Linked DNA regions of Sus scrofa: region 1 is linked to region 2. A link is a contact called in public HiChIP or PLAC-seq data. All regions are on one chromosome and are shown on one strand. Each heading gives the region's core, a stretch centred on a gene start, on an enhancer-like site or on the middle of the called end of the contact. The rest is flanking DNA. Distances are from core to core; before and after follow the strand shown. Region 1 holds the start of BIN1 (bridging integrator 1). Region 2 holds the start of MAP3K2 (mitogen-activated protein kinase kinase kinase 2).

Evidence for each region. HiChIP or PLAC-seq counts read pairs in DNA pulled down with a chosen protein or histone mark.
Region 1: a contact with region 2 is called in an H3K27ac HiChIP or PLAC-seq map of skeletal muscle. The contact joins the promoter of BIN1 here to the promoter of MAP3K2 in region 2. A contact is called at or near these places in 1 of 5 promoter capture datasets (fetal skeletal muscle) and 1 of 2 datasets of contacts at active chromatin or transcription factors (skeletal muscle).

What each region holds. Positions count from the first base shown.
Region 1 is chr15:25,327,920-25,331,244 of Sscrofa11.1, reverse strand. It overlaps BIN1 (bridging integrator 1), which reads right to left and starts at 2,025. Exons shown (of 14, transcript NM_001097440.1): 1 at 1,788-2,025. The coding sequence starts at 1,871. LOC102164258 (a long non-coding RNA gene) reads left to right here and starts at 2,566. Exons shown (of 4, transcript XR_307967.3): 1 at 2,566-2,698.
Region 2 is chr15:25,085,858-25,089,215 of Sscrofa11.1, reverse strand. MAP3K2 (mitogen-activated protein kinase kinase kinase 2) reads right to left here and starts at 1,737. Exons shown (of 17, transcript XM_003359437.5): 1 at 1,655-1,737. LOC110257077 (a long non-coding RNA gene) reads left to right here and starts at 2,971. Exons shown (of 2, transcript XR_002339296.1): 1 at 2,971-3,080.

The sequences.
Region 1 (3,325 bases), core at 776-3,275, 240 kb before region 2:
TCCCGTGGCCACAGAACAGGGGCTAAAGAGTGAAGGTGGCAGCTCAGTGGGGTCAGCAATGACAGGGAGGGAATATAGCCCATGCCTACTGCCCCCAAAATTACAGAAAGATGCTGCTGCAGAAACAAGGCATGTGGGGCAAAGGGGAGCCAGGGAGAGTTAAAACCTCACTGGTGTGAGGGCAGGGAGACTGTCTCAGCTTCCCTCTGCTTCCATTCATCTTCCTAGGCCATGCAGGGGCAGGAAGCAGGCTTTGACCCAGAGCTGCCTGCTCCAGGCACCTAAATGGATTACCCAGTCATGGGAAAGGGAGGGGGGGAAGCAAGAGAAGCAGCATCTTACCCCCCTCCCTCTGCGACTGAGGCCTTCCCAGCCCCCAGCCAGCTATCTGTGGGGCTCTAATCCCTCTCTCCACCCTGGGGAGGAGGACAACTGGGGCGGGCCGGCTCTGGAGTTTGGCTGAGGGCCCTTCCCTCCACACATACCCACCCACCTTCTTAGCCAGGACCACAAGGATGAGCAGCAGGACTCAGAGGGAGGTGCGGGGGAAGCTCTAGCCCCCTCCCTCCCATCACGTGGCTGCATCCTTAGGGAGCCCGCAGGTCTCAGCTGCAAAAGTCATTGTTTATAAACAGCCACAAGCCTAGCGGGGGGAAGGCCGGCCTGTCTCTGGGTTCCCGCCCGGCTGTGAGTCAGGCGGCAGAGGGGACAGACCCGGCCAGGGGGCACAGAGGGGCCACCCGGGCAGAAGCACATATTCTGCAATCTCAGATTTCAGAGTCGGAGTCGGCAGGGGAAGTGGCGTCAGCAGCTGGCGTGATCCAATTCAATAAACCAGAGGTGGCTAGGGATAGAAAGCCGGGCGGGCGCGGACCCCCGCCTCCCAATCCTGCATTTCCTGCACAGTCAGGGTGCCATGGGAAGCCCCGGCTCCCTGCCCCCCCCGCCTAAGGCCGGCGGCTGAGGAGTCAGGTTTCCTGCGGTGCCCTCCACGTCCCCCGCAGTCTGCCGCCCCTCCTCCGGCCCAGCTCGCCACCCGGGCTCCCAAAGCCAGAGCCGCCTCCCTCTCCCTCGCCCCCGGATACGCGAAGCCCCTGCTTGGCCAGGGCCCCTTCGAAAGAGTGCACAGAGCTCTGCTCCCCGGGGATCCGGCCGGAGCTTCCAGGCCGCGGCACCTCTCGGGAAAGGAAACCTGACCCTCCTATGGCCCGCGGGGACAGAAGGTGGAGAGGGGGGTGAAGAGGAGGGAACGGCGGGCGCAGGAAGCGTCCGGAGGCCTGGAGCAAGAGCGCCGGCACCCGCGAGCGGAGGGGCAGCCTCGGGATTCCCGGAACTCAGCGACCCCTGGAATAAGGAGCAGCCCCTTCCCCAGTGCTGGCCCCACCTGCAGGGCCCGCGTGGTTCCAGAGGGCTAGGGGCGCCACCTCGCCTCCCAGCCTCCGGGCCTCGGCGCCCAGGGCAGGGTTAGCCTGGACCTCGCTCGGGGATTAGAGCGTGGGCCGCCGCTCCTCTGCAGACGCGCGACCAAGATACAGAGCGACCGGGGTGGGGGTGGGGGTGAGGGGACAGCTGCGCCCTCCCCTGCCCCCGCCCGGGCGAGAAGACAGAGGACGAGGACGGGAGAGGGCACCCAGAGCGCCGGGGGGCGCAGCCTGTGTATCCCGAAGGCCCTGGGCAGCGCTCGCTGGGAGGTGACAGCTCCCGGCCCCGGGTGAGGACCGGCCTCTGGAGCGGGGCGGAGGACAGGTGTTCGGACCGCGCGGAGGCTGCGGCTGGGGCTCGCTCACCTTCTCCTGCGCGCGAGTGAGCTTCTTCTGCACATTGCTGGCGATCTTCCCCGCGGTCACCCCCTTGCTACCCATCTCAGCCATTGCGGCTCAAGCTTGCCCGTGGCGGGCGGCGACCTCCCAGCCCCCAGCCCCGGGCCCCGGCTCTGCTCCACGCCGCGCAGCAGAGCGCCGAGCCGACTGGCGGAGGCGGAGCGTCCGCCCGGCGAGCGAGCGAGCGACGCGGGGACCGAGGGAGGGACGGACGAAGGGAGGGAGGGGGAGGGGCCTGGCCTCGGATGGCGGTCAGTGCCCCCCGCCCACCCCCTCTGGACGAGACACTGCCTTTTAAAGGGCCACCCCGGGCGCCCGACCCGCTCGGCTGGCGAGGAGGGAGAGGCGCACACCGCCGTGGCGGCGGCGGTGGTGAGCGGGACTCCAGGGACCCTCCGCTGACACCGCCCCGGGGCGGGGACTAATACGGCCGCCCTGAGTCCGGCGCCGCTGCGGGCCCGGCTTTCACCCAGAAGTCACCTCCCGCAGCCCAGGAAAGCAGGCCAGAAGGAGGCCAAAGGCGCTTTCAGAAACCAAAGCTCAAGTGCGGCGGTGGCTGCTCGCCCCCGGAGTCTGAAGTTGGAGCGCGCGGCCGGAGCAGCCTCTTGGTCCGGGGCTGACCTCTGGCCCCGCTCCGGACGCTCGTCCTCCTCCTGGCCTCTAGGAGCCACCTTCTCGACCCGGATTCTCGGGCTCCACCGTTCTCTGTCCCCCGTGCCTAGTCCCTTGCCAACCAGGCTCTCGGTCTTCTAATTTGCAGATCACTGTAATTGTAATAAAAACAGCCTGACAGCAGGGAGCGCTTATTGTGAGCCTGGCACTCTGCTGGGTGTCCCCCGACAGGCATTGTCTCGGTCAGTCTCCACGCAGCCCCTAAGGTAGGTACTATTATTTCTCCCATTTTACAAGTGAGGCAAGGCAGAGGCCTGGAACTGGACCTCTGACTCCCCGCCTCAGGCTTTCAACTACCCCACAGCGTAGCCTGGGTTGTCTTCTACACCGTGCTGGAAGAAAAGTGATTAATGGTCAGTATTCAAAGGGAAGATAGTTATTGGTAGCCAACCAATGACAACTTTGCCAACACACCAATGACATGTCGTCAAAATGAATAAATATATATTGGGTCCACTGACCCCACCTACGCCCCTCCCCCAAATCAGGTCGGGGTCTTGAAGGGTGCCAAGCACTTTGCTACCCTGGAGGTCAGGGCAGGTCCCCAGGGTGTGGACTGAGGTGAGTGGAGAGCTCTAGGGCCCTGCAGAGGAGGTCCAGACTCAAGCAGCACCTGGCAGGAGCCAGGGCAGGGGTCCCTGGGAGGCTCTAGCAGACCATATGCCAAGCCCCCAACATGTGGAGAAACTGAGGCCCAGGAATAAAAAGATCGGCCTGGGTTCCCTGGCAGGGCTCCTCTGCCCTCTCTCTGGCCACTACCCCAGTTTTTCCCTAGAAGGCTCAGCACTCTCTGGGGTTATTATTATGCCTATTTTGCAGAAAGACAGACTGAG
Region 2 (3,358 bases), core at 488-2,987:
AGTACCAATACTACAAGGAAAAAAAAAAAAAATCAACCTGAAACCAAAGCGTAGGAATTGAGAATCAAACATGGTTTCATTTTAATACAGCATCTATTACTACCCCTTTGGTAGTAATCAGGTAAACCAGGAATGAAAGCTCCAACTAAAACATTGCTTAAAAGACTGAATCTAGAATGTAATCCAATTATTTAATATAAATCTTTAATAACTAGTTTTCTCAAGAGACATGTATGGGGAGCATGACTAGGTAAGTATCCTATAATGATACGATATTCAGCAAAACTCAACATACGTTTATATTTTAACCAAACAACAAATCAATCTGTGAAACATCCATTTAAGTCTATAATTCAACCTTTTTTCTACAACGTTATAAAGATACTCAACCACAAGTTTTCTTAAACCTGTTAATGTACTGAAGAAAATGATCAAGTACTACAATTGGGCATCAACAGATTTCTTAAACACAACCATGCATGAAGCTTAAATACTCAAAGTAATTTATCAACACTTTCTCCTGTAAAGAGAAATGTAAAGGTTCTTTACTTTTTCACTAACCATAATCAAAGAAACAGTACAAGCCAATGCTAAAAATGAGAATTTCAGCAAGTTCATAAACTTAGTTGTTTATGAAAGGAAAAAAAAACATTAAAACATAACTTTTTACGATATTCCACACATTAAATTTTGACATTCCACTCAGAAATATTGCATAAGTTAATGCACAAATTACTAAGCGTGTGGCCATTGCCACATAATCCAGCAACAAATTATGCAATAAGGAAATCTCAAGCAAATAACCCAACTGTGAGTTCCTTGTATGCATCAAGAATAAATTGCACAAGTAAAATTGTAACTTTTCAAGAAACTGGAGTTTTACCAAATATATTTCTTTTTTTTGATAAAAGGAGGAATATTTTCTATTCAGTCAGTCCTACTGAAAAAAAAAAAAGATAAAAGTGTATGGAGTCACCTTTTAAAAGTAATTTTAAAAAAGAGCCAAGAAAAATCATTTCGCTAGGTTGCAGCAAAACACATCGAACAGCACACACTGGGGGCAAGTAAATTATGTCTACCTATGCATCTAGAATTTACTGCCAAGAAGAAACTTTCCAGCGATTCTCACTTCCCTCACATATTTATTTTCTCAAAACCCAGAAATACAGTTCTACAAAAGAGACAACATATTCAAATCTAGGCCTTCCCAGATTACCAAAGTGCACGATCTTGGCCAAGTTGCTGAAACTGAGCCTCATCAATTCTTTTGATCTGTAAAATGGGCAGACGGTGAGGCGAGACAATAAACAAGTAAGTGAATCGGTCCGCAGAGAGAAAAGGGATTCAACCCTAACCACCAGTCCACCGCACCATAGCAGCGCAAAGACAGGCACCTTCTCCCTCACTGCGCGGAAACCTTCCGCTTTCCCGGAGACCAGAGGCAGGCTTCCTCCTGAACTCCTGCAGAGTTCGAGTCTGACAGCTCCGCGCAGACCTGGACTTCGGGACCAGCAGCCGGCGGCGCACGCCCGCCCACCCGGGAGAGTAGAGCACCTAGCGAAGTCTCCGCCCGCGAGCTGCGCACTGGCCGGCGGCGGCCCCCTCCCCACGTCCGCCCGCGCCCCGCCCCCCCCATCCACTCATAGGCACGTACCGGCCGCTCCACCGAGACGCAGCGAGCCGCAGGCCCACCCCTCCGCCCCCGCGCGGCCTGTCACCGCGCCCCCCGGTCCGAGAGGCCGCGGGGCGCCGGGGGCCGGAGGGGCGCACGAGGAGTCGGGTGCGGGCCGGGGGCAGGCCCGGCCCTCCCTCACATGGAGCCCGCGCCGGGCGCGGTGGCAGGCACGGGGACCGTCGCGGCCGGCGGAGCTTCTCGGTGGCCCTCGGTTCTTCTCGCCGCCGCGGCCCCGAGGCCCGCGGGAAGCTGGGCTGCGAAGGAGGAAGCCGCGGGCCCGGTACCGCCAGAGGCCGGAGAAGGGGCGCGCGCGGCGACTCCGCGGCTGGGAGTGCGGGTCCTCCTGATCGTCGCCGCCGCCGCCACGGGCCGCAGGACCCCCAAACGCCGCGCCCAGCGGCCGCACCACCCTCGTCAAGAGCCGCTGCTGAGGGCTGCCCAGCCGCCACTACACACGGGCCCGTGACGTCGGGCGTACAGCGGCGCACGTCACGGCCCGTCGCTCGTGCGCGCGCAGCCCTCCTCCAGACTGGAGCGGAACCGCCGCGGGCGCGCGCTCGCCTGGAGCGTCGCGCCGAGGCCGAGGGGCGTGTCCGCGCCTGCGCATTGGCTAGCTGCTCACAGCCGCGTACCCCTGGCGCTGCTACCTCGCTCGGTTCGGTGTCCGTGCCGCTTGGACCTTGACCTCGAGTGCACGCGCGGGCACCTTGGTTCCTTAGGTCTGCGGGAGTCCTCGGCGGAGAGTCCAAAGCAAACCTCGAAGAGGGACTCCTCAATGGGCTTCGGGCTGAGCGGGGCAGCAGAAGAAGAGGCCGCAACCTCCTCCAAGTCCATGGCAAGTCGTTTGCTGGCAAAAAGCCATCTATTTTCCTATTCATTTGTGGATCTCGTGTGTAGAATTTTTATCCAAAGTACTTAAATTCTTGTTGGCTTGTCACCTGACTATAAACCACCCCCCTGGAGACCACCTTTCTCAGTTTTACAGTTCTCTGTTTAGTTCTTGTAGGAATTACTTTTCGAGTTTAGCGAATGTAGAAGCCTCCCGCTAGAGGCTTCTACACCTGGAGAGCTAGCGACACAGTCTAAAACACAGACACAGACAGAGTCGCTGTCACCGAGTCCTTTCTTCACTCCCGTCCCCCCCAGGATAGCATTGGAGGCCTCAGTGATATGACTGACTTGCATTTCAGCTGTTTTTAGCCCACACTACACTGACCCAGAGAATATCTTTAACACCCCATCACTTTCCTCAAATGCCCCTTTCAATTTCCTGTGCCGTTTCTTCCCTCTTTCAGCGTCTGCCTGGTTTCGCAGTACGTTATGGATCCCACCCTCTTGCTGTCTTTTCCAGACCACTCAGCAGTTAAAATGAGAGGGACGGGAGCAGCACTCACCAGGCTCAGAGGTAAGCACCTGGCCAACTCAAGACCATAGACGGGTTAAGGGAGCTGGCATCTGTGGGGCAAGGACTAGGGGAGATGGTGTTATGGAATAATAAAATATCTGGGTCCCTTTCCAGGAATTCTTATTACAGACCCGTTAGTGGAGTTGTTAGAGGAGCAGGAACAAAGATATTCATTGGCAGGTTTTTATAATAGTGGAAGCCTGAAAACCTAAACGACTTTAAGACTGAGCTTGATAAATAATGGTTCATCTGTTCTGCAGAGAATTAGGCAGCCAACA